Linked DNA regions of Mus musculus: region 2 is linked to region 1. Evidence: chromatin contacts called from public promoter capture Hi-C data. All regions are on one chromosome and are shown on one strand. The core of a region is the stretch at or near the end of the contact, and the rest is flanking DNA. Distances in the headings are between cores, read along the strand shown. Region 1 overlaps Trak2 (trafficking protein, kinesin binding 2). Region 2 overlaps Als2 (alsin Rho guanine nucleotide exchange factor).

The links. Capture Hi-C pulls out chosen DNA fragments and counts their contacts.
Region 2: a promoter capture Hi-C map of liver shows a contact between it and region 1. The contact joins two enhancer-like sites.

What each region holds. Positions count from the first base shown.
Region 1 is chr1:58,944,059-58,949,042 of GRCm38.p6, forward strand. It overlaps Trak2 (trafficking protein, kinesin binding 2), which reads right to left. Exons shown (of 16, transcript NM_172406.3): 2 at 2,189-2,477. The coding sequence starts at 2,279. Among named protein-coding and RNA genes, the nearest start is that of Trak2, 27 kb to the right of the region's middle. Within about 2 kb of position 2,138, at least 24 of the 459 cell types and tissues checked have an H3K27ac peak or open chromatin away from gene starts, as enhancers often do. A contact at or near this core is called in liver, where this site is marked.
Region 2 is chr1:59,208,307-59,213,885 of GRCm38.p6, forward strand. Als2 (alsin Rho guanine nucleotide exchange factor) reads right to left here. Exons shown (of 34, transcript NM_028717.6): 5 at 2,825-3,182; 6 at 643-811. Among named protein-coding and RNA genes, the nearest start is that of Als2, 26 kb to the right of the region's middle. Within about 2 kb of position 4,300, at least 20 of the 459 cell types and tissues checked have an H3K27ac peak or open chromatin away from gene starts, as enhancers often do. A contact at or near this core is called in liver, where this site is marked.

The DNA.
Region 1 (4,984 bases), core at 888-3,387:
AGTTGAAAGTGCTGGTGGATCAACAAGCCAATTCCAGTATTTTAAAAGATTCATCCTGTACTTCTGTTATTCTAGAACCACTTCTGGTACCAACTTCGGTATTAGTCAGGGTTCTCTAGAGTCACAGAACTTATGGATAGTCTCTAGATAGTAAAGGAATTTATTGATGACTTACAGTTGGCAGCCCAATTCCCAACAATGGTTCAGTCACAGCTGTGAATGGAAGTCCAAGGATCTAGCAGTTACTCAGTCTCACACAGCAAGCAGGCGAAGGAGCAAGAGCTAGAGCTAGACTCCCTTCTTCCAATGTCCTTATATTGTCTCCAGCAGAAGGTGTAGCCCAGATTAAAGGTGTGTTCCACCACACCCTTAATCCCAGATGAAAAGGTGTAGCCCAGATTAAAGGTGTGTTCCTTAAACTTGGAGATTCAATCTTCTGGAATCCATAGCCACTATGGCTCAAGATCTCCAAACCAAGATCCAGATAAGGATCTCCAAGCCTCCAGATAAGGGTCACTGGTGAGCCTTCCAATTCCGGATTGTAGTTCATTCCAAATATTGTCAAGTTGACAACCAGGAATAGCCACTACACCATGTAAAGCAGATGAGACACAGTCCTGGAATAAGATTCTTATCGCCAGATGATTTCTCAACACAAAATTAAACTAAGGAAAATCCCTTATATAGAATATATCAAGATCACATAATTCAACAGGATTTCACATAATTCATATGATTTTTGCATAGACTGCATGAATTTTTAAATGGCCAATAACTGCATATGAAAGCACACTCAGTGTTATTAGTCATCAAGGAAACTAAAGTCCCCAAAGAAGCTACAGTGCAGATTACAGAAATGGTTCAAAGCAATGGACTGACCTTACCAAGTGATCATGGTGTGGGGCAGCAGCCAGCAGGGCAGAACCTACAGCCTTTGCTGGTCTTAAAGACAAGTTTGATCAGAACACGATCATATTCATTCTTTCATGGTTAATCTATGACTGCTTTTCTGTTACAATAGCAAAGAAGGTTAAAAAATAATAATTTTAAAAGCACAAATTAAAAAATCTTGTGGGCATGGTGACACATGCTTTTTTTGTTGTTTGTTTTTTTCAAGACAGGATTTCTCTGTGTAGTCCTGGCTGTCCTGGAACTCACTCTGTAGACCAGGCTGGCCTTGCACTCAGAAATCCGCCTGCCTCTGCCTCCCAAGCACAGGGATCAAAGGCGTGCACCACCACTGCCTAGCCGACACATGCTTTAATCCCAGCAATTAGGAAGCTGAGACAGGCAGGTCTCTGTGAGTTCAAGGGGTACAAAGAGAAGTACTATCTGGAAAAACCAAAGAAAGGAGAGAGAGAGAGAGAGAGAGAGAGAGAGAGAGAGAGAGAGAGAGAGAAAGAGAGAGAGAGAGAGAGCTATGTTTGGGTCAATCAGTAGATATGTTTGGGTTAATCAGTAGAGGCTGAGAAATTGTTTTGAGATTGTTTGAACCTTGAAGAAATGTTGTCTCTCTAGAGAATCTGTACTAGGTGCTACGTGAGAGTGTGCAGCTAGAACCAACCTTGGTCCTAGGGTACTCCTGGCAAACCTGTGGTTCTTACTTTGTTTATGGCTAGCCAATGACTGAGATCTGTGTGCGCTGTCTGCTCTCAGGGACAGCAAGGGCAAGATAACTTTGGTAGCTGGAACCTTTCCCAGCCTCAAGTAACCTTGTATAATGTTTGAATAAAGTAACTAGAGTGAGCTGGCTGAGTGTCAGTCTTTTCCAAGAAGGCTGAACCCCTCTGCTCCTTTGGAAAATGAAGTCTGGTCCTTATGGCAGCACAGCAAGCTCTCTTATGTTCTTTTATTTATTTATTTTTAAAATTATTTATTCTTGCAGATATAACATCAAGGGCCTACAACTTTGTCTTCCAAATCCACAAGTCAGTGAGCTAGCTTACAAGTCCTGCTCACAGGGGTTCAGTGGATATATGGGAGGCAGGCACAAAGAACTGCACAGAAGGCAGACTTTGCTAATGTGAGAGGAGACAAGGATGAACTGACTTAAGTCACTCTGTCTCAGGGTCACCAGGCTGCATAGGGAGGCTGGGGTTTCATCACAGCAGGTCATGCAGATCAGACTGAGGAATTTGCACTTTGTCCGGTAGGAAATAACACTTCAACATTATCAAAGTGAACTCACCAGTGATGCTCTCCGAGTCTCTATGATTGCTACTCATGAGGTTTGCTTCACCTGTTCGTGATTTGAAAATGGCATTCTGGGATTGACTCATGCAGAATCCTTTCCTGCTTTGGTTGAAAGGGGCAGCTTTCGTATGAATCGCAGGAAAGGAAATCCATTAAGCCATTTAGTAAAGAAATGGGCGTGGTCATATGGATATTTTCTTTAGAACAGATTTTCTGCGATGAGTCAGGTGACATCTGCAGCTGTAAGTGCTCTCATGTGGTTACCAATCCTGGACAGTCATGGCCTAAAACAAAGAACAGAGAGGGTGGTCAGAATTCAGCATGCTCTTTAATAACAGGACTCTAATCACCTGCCATTAAAAATGTTTTTCTAAGACATACACAACAACATGAGTAAACCTCAATGCAATTAGGGTGGGTCAAAAAAAGAAAGAAAAGAAAAAAAGTCAGCTCATGGTTTATGATTGCATTTTTGTAAGACTTCTAGGAAAAAACTCCGCCACCACCAATATATCTACAATGTCAAAGAGCAGATAACTGGCTGGGTGAGGGAAGGACTTGGGCACAGGAGAAGAGTTTGGGAACGACACATGTAGCCCGAGTGATGGCTTCAAACGTGCATGAATGATGCCAAGTGTAATCCAATTCCACAGCTGAAGCATGATGTCAGCACTCTTTACTGCAGTGCCCTATCATGGAGAACTGCAATGCAGTGCTGCAGCGCACAGGCCTGGAGGCACATGGAGGCACATGCATGCCAGGCCTTTATGCTGTATGTAGAACAGTGAAACGCTACTTGAAGGCAAACTGCGACGGAGGAACCATGTACACGACAATCCAAAAACAAATAATGTAATAACTTAAGAACTGTAGATAATAACCAATAAAAGAGACGAAATGGAGTAAGTTGTTCAGCTCTGGCCACTGCTGGCATTTGTGTCATTTGTGTGGCCCACACTGAATGAACCTTAACAACACTTGCCCTGTCCTGACTAGATGCTAGCAGAATCTCCTTTCTAGGCCTTCTCCTAGATGCAACAGGTAAAATGTCTCCAGACACTGCCAGATGTCCCTGGAGGCAAAACTACTCCTGGTGGAGATCCACTGATAAAAAAGAAATTCAACATCACTCAAAATATTTATCTGCTGGACCATGAAACTTAGCTAAGCTTTACTCACTATTGGATAGACAGGGCCTAGAGAAAAGGCTGATTCAAAGCTCTACCGATAACAGTATAAATTGCTATAAGGTTTTAGAAAGGCTTTCCCAATGTCTACCAAGCTTTCGATGCACAGGAACTGCAACTCAACAATTCTACCAACAGAATTTATACACTGTAGATATTCACAAAGCATGCCCGACATAGGGACAAGAATACCCACACAGTACTGACTTAAGTATTTTGTTTTCAGAAGCACACATACAAGTGGAATGACCATAATGATATGTTTCAGTAATGCGTACATGTAATGCATAATGTTTTAGTAGTTTAGTAATGTGCATGAAAGGAGTCAGAATCCAGGCCAGGAACATGTGATCCCAGCACTCAGGAGGCTGAGGCAAAGGACAGTGAGTTGGAGGCCAGCTTAGGCTACAGAAAAAGTTTCAGGTAAACCTACACAACTTAACATGACCTAGTTTCAAAACGATCAAAGAGCCAGGCATGGTGGCACACTCCTTTAATCCCAGCACTTGGAAGGCCAGAGGCAGGTGGATCTCTAAGAATTTGAGGCCAGACAGTACTATATAGTGAGATGTCATAAAGAAACATCAAAACAAAATAAACAAAGGTTGCAATGCAATGTATTTATACACACACACACACACACACACACACACACACACACACATATATACATGTACATATATGCCTACTTAAAACAAAGAACAACAGAAAGCAGGAACTTATCGGGAACTTATTCAGCTGGGTGTGGTAGTGCACACCTGCAATCTCAACACTAAATGGGGAGAGGCAGGAGAAATGTGAATTCAAGGCTCCTGTGAGAGATGGGAGTGGAAGGAAGGGGGTGTTCAGTGCTAACTAGATGCTTTGCATAAAGACATCTGTTGAGCAGTCATAGCTGCTTCTGTTAGGGCTAGTGCATCTTCATGAAGTTGTCTTATGTCTAAGTAGAGATCACAGAAAAAACAGTCAGTGAAGAACAGAGATACAATTAGAAACACGAGGGATACAAGTCTCAGAGACAAAGTGCAAAGTGAGCAACAGAATTAGAGGAGTCAAAGGGGAAATTAGAGAGGCTTAAGAATTAAGTGACCTTTTGGAAAACAATGTAATTCAACAGTTAGGGCTCAAACCAGGCTGGTAAACAAATTATCAAGTAAGAGAGGAGTTTAGTGAATACAGATCAGAATTTCCCATTACCTAGACTTTCAGATTTCCACAAATTGGCACACTTTAAAAACTTCTGTGGCCACTGGCACAGGATTTCCATTTCTGACCCTCCATTTCTTACCCTCCTTTCCTTTTGAGATTTTATTTTTATTTAATGAATGTAAGTGTTTGCCTGTGGAAGAGAGCATCTGATCTCCCTGGAACTGGAGTTATAACAACTTCGAGCCGCCATGCAAGTGCTGGGAACTGAACTCAGATCCTCTGGAAGAGCAGCCAGTGCTCTTGACTGCTGAGCCATCTCTCCAGTCCCATTCATTTTATTACTTCCTAAAACTTTTTATAAAAACCCAAACCAAAAACCAGAATAAGCAACAGTTCTTTTCCTGCAAAAAGCTTGCTTGCATAACAAAAATTCAATTTTTCTATAATTGAATGCT
Region 2 (5,579 bases), core at 3,050-5,549, 270 kb after region 1:
ACTGCTTCAGACAGTCTATCCCACATCTTCACGTATATCAAGCATGTTAATTCTGGGAATGCCTATTAAGCAAAATGACAGTGTTCCCTGATGTACACATATTTTAATGCTTTAGTAATAGCTATTTTAAGAAGCATAGCTACATCTTTTGGGATCAGAAACTTGTCAGCTCCTCTTTGTAAGTTAAACTGTAACTACTCAAATGTCTCAATGACATACCACCTTATTCCTAACACCATGTTCTGCATTCCAAGATAAACAAACACCAAACCAGACATGGACAAGTGTGCATGGACACTCCAGTCCTTTACTGTTTTTTTGTTTGTTTGTTTGTTTTGAGACAGGGTCTCTCTGTGTAGCCCTAGCTGGCCTGGAACTTGTTATATAGACCAGGCTGGCCTAACTCACAGAAACTCACTTACCCACCCTCATCTCTCTCTTCTGCTAAGATCAAAAGCGTGTGTCACCATGCCCAGCCTCCAGTCCTGTACTGTTAGGCACTGAGGACTAAGGTGACAGCTTTTTATCAGCACTAATGGTGCACAGTAGTGTGTCCTGTTGGAGGAAATAGGTGTATGGAGACCCCGAGAAAAAGGTCATTGCCTAAGCTGATCCCCATCAGTAAATGCTGGTGGCACTCACCTGGGCAGGACGTCGCCGTGCCCTAGCTGCCCTTCCTTGCCTTTCCCCCAGGTCCACACCTCTGTCCTCAGGGAAGGCAGAAGGGCATCTGCTTCTCCACTGTATGTGGGAGTCAGAACCACTGTCCGAGTTTTCACCCTCGCAGCCTTCCTTAAGAGCCTGGGGGAAACTGAAGACAAACAAGAGCTGGGTAAAGGGGTGGGGAAGCAGAAGACACAATGCTTTCACCGGAACATCCTAAAGCAATCACCAACATGGCGTTTATAAAAATACCTTTAGCTTCTTTGCAACAGAGTGTGGCTTTACTGGTCAAAAGAGCTTGAGAAATGCTCATGAGACCTGCAATTAAAAGCCTGTTTAAAAGTTTAATCTGTCACACTGCCAAACATCTGGCTGTAGAACCCTTCTCCGTGTAACATTTATCAACATCCCAGAGAACTTATATTCCGAAGAGTAAGCTAAATAAATGGGTGTAGTAGCTCATGCTTGTATTGCCTGCTGAGGCAAGAAGACTGCTGAGAGTCTGAGGCCATCTTGAACTATAGAGAGTTCCAGGACTGCCTGGGCTAAGACCCTGTCTCAAGAAAACAAACAAACAAACAAACAATAAACAAAAACAGAATATGCTATTAAAAAATACAAGGTTCACAAATACCTTATCTATTTCAAAACATAATTAGAAGCTAATGTTTTTCAAGCCAACTTTTAATTTCAAATATATAACAAATAAATGTAATAAGGGATTAGTTTTAAAACATAAAAATTTAAACTTCTACGATGGGAAGAAAGCTAGTGAGGTGCTAGAGAGATAGCTCAGCAGTTAAGAAAACTGGCTGCTCTTTCAGAGAACCTGGGTTTGATTCCACATAGAACTCTAGTTCCAAGCAATCTGATGCCCTCCTCCTGCTTCTATGGGTACCAGACGTGTTCATGGTGCACAGACATCGATGCAGGCCAAACACCCATAGACAAAAATTAAAAACAAAAACAAAAAAAAAGTCTTTATATATCTGGATGACTACCTAGTTAGTGGGGGTTTTTTTTCTTGGCTTTGTTGTTGTTGTTGTTTGTTGTTATTTGTTGTGAGGCAGGGTCTCACTATGTGGCCCTGTCTGTTCGGGAAATCACTGTGTAGACCAAGCTACCCTGCAACTCTGAGTTCTGACTGCCTCTGCTTCCAGAGTGCTAGGACTGAGGTGTGGCTCACTATATCTTGCTAGGTTAATTTTTTAAAGAATGTTTTATGGTATTGAAAACAATGTATAACTAATGAAGTAAATCTTATAAATCAATGTCGTAGCAGGACAAACTTTAAATAGTTCTTAAAAAACTGAAGATACAGCCGGGCGTGGTGGCGTACGCCTTTAATCCCAGCACTCAGGAGGCAGAGGCAGGCGGATTTCTGAGTTCAAGGCCAGCCTGGTCTACAAAGTGTGTTCCAGGACAGCCAGGGCTATACAGAGAACCCCTGTCTCAAACAAAAAACAAAAAAAACAAAAACAAACAAACAAAAAAAAACCCTGAAGATTCATCCTGTAACTATTTCTGAAGCAGAGAAACTGATAGCTTTCTCTTAAAGCCACTGTTTTTTGGTTTTTTTTTTATTATTTTTTTTATTATGTTATTTTCCTCAATGACATTTCCAATGCTATCCCAAAAGCCTCCTACACACCCCCCCCCCACTCCCCTACCCACCCATTCCCATTTTTTGGCCCTGGCGTTCCCCTGTACTGGGGCATATAAAGTTTGCCTGTCCAGTGGGCCTCTCTTTCCAGTGATGGCCGACTAGGCCATCTTTTGATACATGTGCAGCTAGAGTCAAGAGCTCTGGGGTACTGGTTAGTTCATGATGTTGCACCTACAGGGTTGCAGATCTCTTTAGCTCCTTGGATACTTTCTCTAGCTCCTCCATTGGGGGCCCTGTGATCCATCAAATAGTTGACTGTGAGCATCCACTTCTGTGTTTGTTAGGCCCCGGACTAGTCTCACAAGAGACGGCTATATCAGGGTCCTTGCAACAAAGGCTTTCTAGTGTATGCAATGGTGTCACTGTTTTAATAAACCACGGTTATAGAAACTTCAGAGTCAGCCCTGATCATTAGGAAGACTAAGTTGTTATATCACAGCATGCAATGCTGGCAGCACCCAGGACTCTCCAGAAGTCAATGCACTGAGGCATTACCTTGCGACAACAACCCTGGGAGGGAGAGTCTTCGACTCCCTCCCTCCAACTCCTCCTCTCTGATGTCCATGAGACTTGAGCTTTTCTTCCCTTGCAGTGACTCCTGTTTCACCTGCTCTTCTCGGAGATCTTTCAGACTTTCTGGGCCTGTGGAGGCACTGCCCGACTGAGCTGCCGTCTCGCAGGGGGCAGTGCTGTAAAAGTTCATAACTTTCTTGAGAGACAAGGCCCCAGCTTCATAGGTGGCAGCCACTCTGACACCAACAGCAGATGCACAGGAGACCACCAAGCTGTTGAGGGCTGAGGTGCTTGTGGTTGGTGGACTGTGAAGATCAGGAACTGCTTCTTCTACAAGAGGCTAACACACATACACAGTAGATAAAAACATAAGCAGTCAGTAGTTTAATGCTTATAGCTATCTGCATAAAAAAATCTAAAACAGATCCAAAGGCGATCTGTCTGTCTGTAACCTTAGCATTAAGGAGGCTTAGGGGGAAGAATGAAGCCAGCCTGGGCTACTCAGCAAATCCCAGGCCAATGACAACAGAACTGTCTATCTTCCGTCTCACCCCTCCTGATAGCAGAGTTAACATACTATATGGAAATGGTGCTTGAAACCTAGTTCTTCATCTACGAGCTTCCTCTGGTCTCGGTGCCATGGTTTTAGTGGCATGTTAACATGCTCTCTAGCCACTTTATAAAACCAAGCACGGGAAAAGGAGGGTGAGGTTCAAAGGGCCCTGGCTGCAGCCCTGGAGAGGCTGAGACAAGAGGTGCTCAAGGTCAAAGCTAGCAAGCCTGTCCTATCATAGTAAGACCTTGTCCCAAAAAGTAAATAGACATAAAAAAAAGAAAATAACTGGATTTAATGCAAGGTACCCTGGGTAGAAGGTTGGAAAAACTCAAATTGTTATTACTTAAATACTTTTAGGAAAATTTAAACTGATTACTTGCTAACTAAGAAACAGAAGAAATAAGATATTAAGAAAAGAAGGCTTTTTCTAAAACACTTTATAATGAAGATTTAGATGTAAATTGTATAGGAGGAAATTTTATGCCCTAACCTACTACCCCTCAACTACACTCTCGAGCTGATCCATCAGTGACTATCTCCTGTGACACAGTAGCCGGGCATGCTACAACCTTTGCTCTGGTTACCACAGAGGATAAAAGGAATAGGTTAATAATTAAATACATGGAGCTAGTGTTCTTAGCATGCTTTGTGGGAATATTAGAAAGTTCAATAAAAAATTCCCAGTACCAGTGAAAACTAGGTTGAAATATCAAATACTGTTTACTAAAAAGAAAAAAATTAGATATTCTCAATAAACACCAAAAAGCTTTTGACATATAACCACAGTTACACTGAAAAACTACTGCTTCTCATAGGGTTGATGGCTGGAAAGATAGCTCAGCGGTTTAGAGCACTTGTTGTTCTTTCAGAGGACTCAAGTTCAGCTACCAGGGACTATGCCAGGCGGTTCACAACCACCTGTACCTCTAGTTCCTGGGGATCCAACAACTCTGACCTCCTCGGGCACATGCACATACTCACATGCAGAAACCCACTCCTACACATAGTTAAACATCTACACACAATTAAAAATATAATTTTTTGAAAAAACTGCTTTTTATATCCAAAGATATGCACATTGTTCCTTAATTTATTCTGATTTCAGAACCAAACCTAGCAAAGTATGTTTGTACAGGTCAGGCCAGCCTGGGCTACACAGTGAAATGCTATCTCAAAAACAACAACAAACCAAATAGAAGTAACAATGGCTTCTAATTTTCTTCTAATTTTTAAGTAATTCCCAGTGCCTATCACAGTATCTGGCATACAGCAGGCACTCAGTATAGTTTATCAAATTACATATTTACACATTAGAAACTTAGAAGTTACTTCTATGCAAATAAGTAATCTAATTAAAACAGTCAGCAGAGGCTTGAAAACTACAATTAAAGGCAAGTACTCTGATGGCTTAGGTCTCATGACAAGGGTTCAGTGCTACTGTGACTCCACCCTTTGTCCTGTTGTATCTGTGATGCTCCTAACAGGTGCCCTGAGGGCATCTGAAGGAAGCGCTGACCAGAAAGGAGGGGAGGGGAGGGGAGGGGAGGGGAGGGGAGGGGAGGGGAGGGGAGGGGAGGGGAGGGGAGGGGAGGGGAGGGGAGGGGAGGGGAGGGGAGGGGAGGCAAGGCAAGGCAGAAATCACTGCCCATAGACTTAAGCTACTGTTAATGATGTAATATATATGTATATATGTGTATATATGTGTGTGTGTGCATACATGTATACTTTTATATCTTTACTTATTTGAGGTGATGAAAGCCTCAAGCATGCTTGGCAAGTGCTCTGCCATTGAGCTACATTCTAGCTATTCAATTGTATTTAAACAAATAAAGTAGGGAAAAATTAATTACTAGCCATTTTGATTGAAGACATAATTTTAGAATTTAGAGTCAACCAATAACAAAGCATATAAATTTTTCTGCTCAGTGTAAGGCTAAAATGTTACCTACAAAGATTAAGTTAAATTTAATAGGAACACACACTGCCAAAACCAATATACATAATAAAAACTTAATTTATCAAAATAAGTTCAAAGGAAAGTGAAATATCTTATGGTTTTTTTTTTTTTTTTGGAATACAGAATTTTAATAGTGGTAATTTGATACCCAAATGAGCTGAATACAATAAGCTTTCAGCCTTAAATTTAATAGAGGAATGACTTCTAAAAGGGCAAACTCGTTT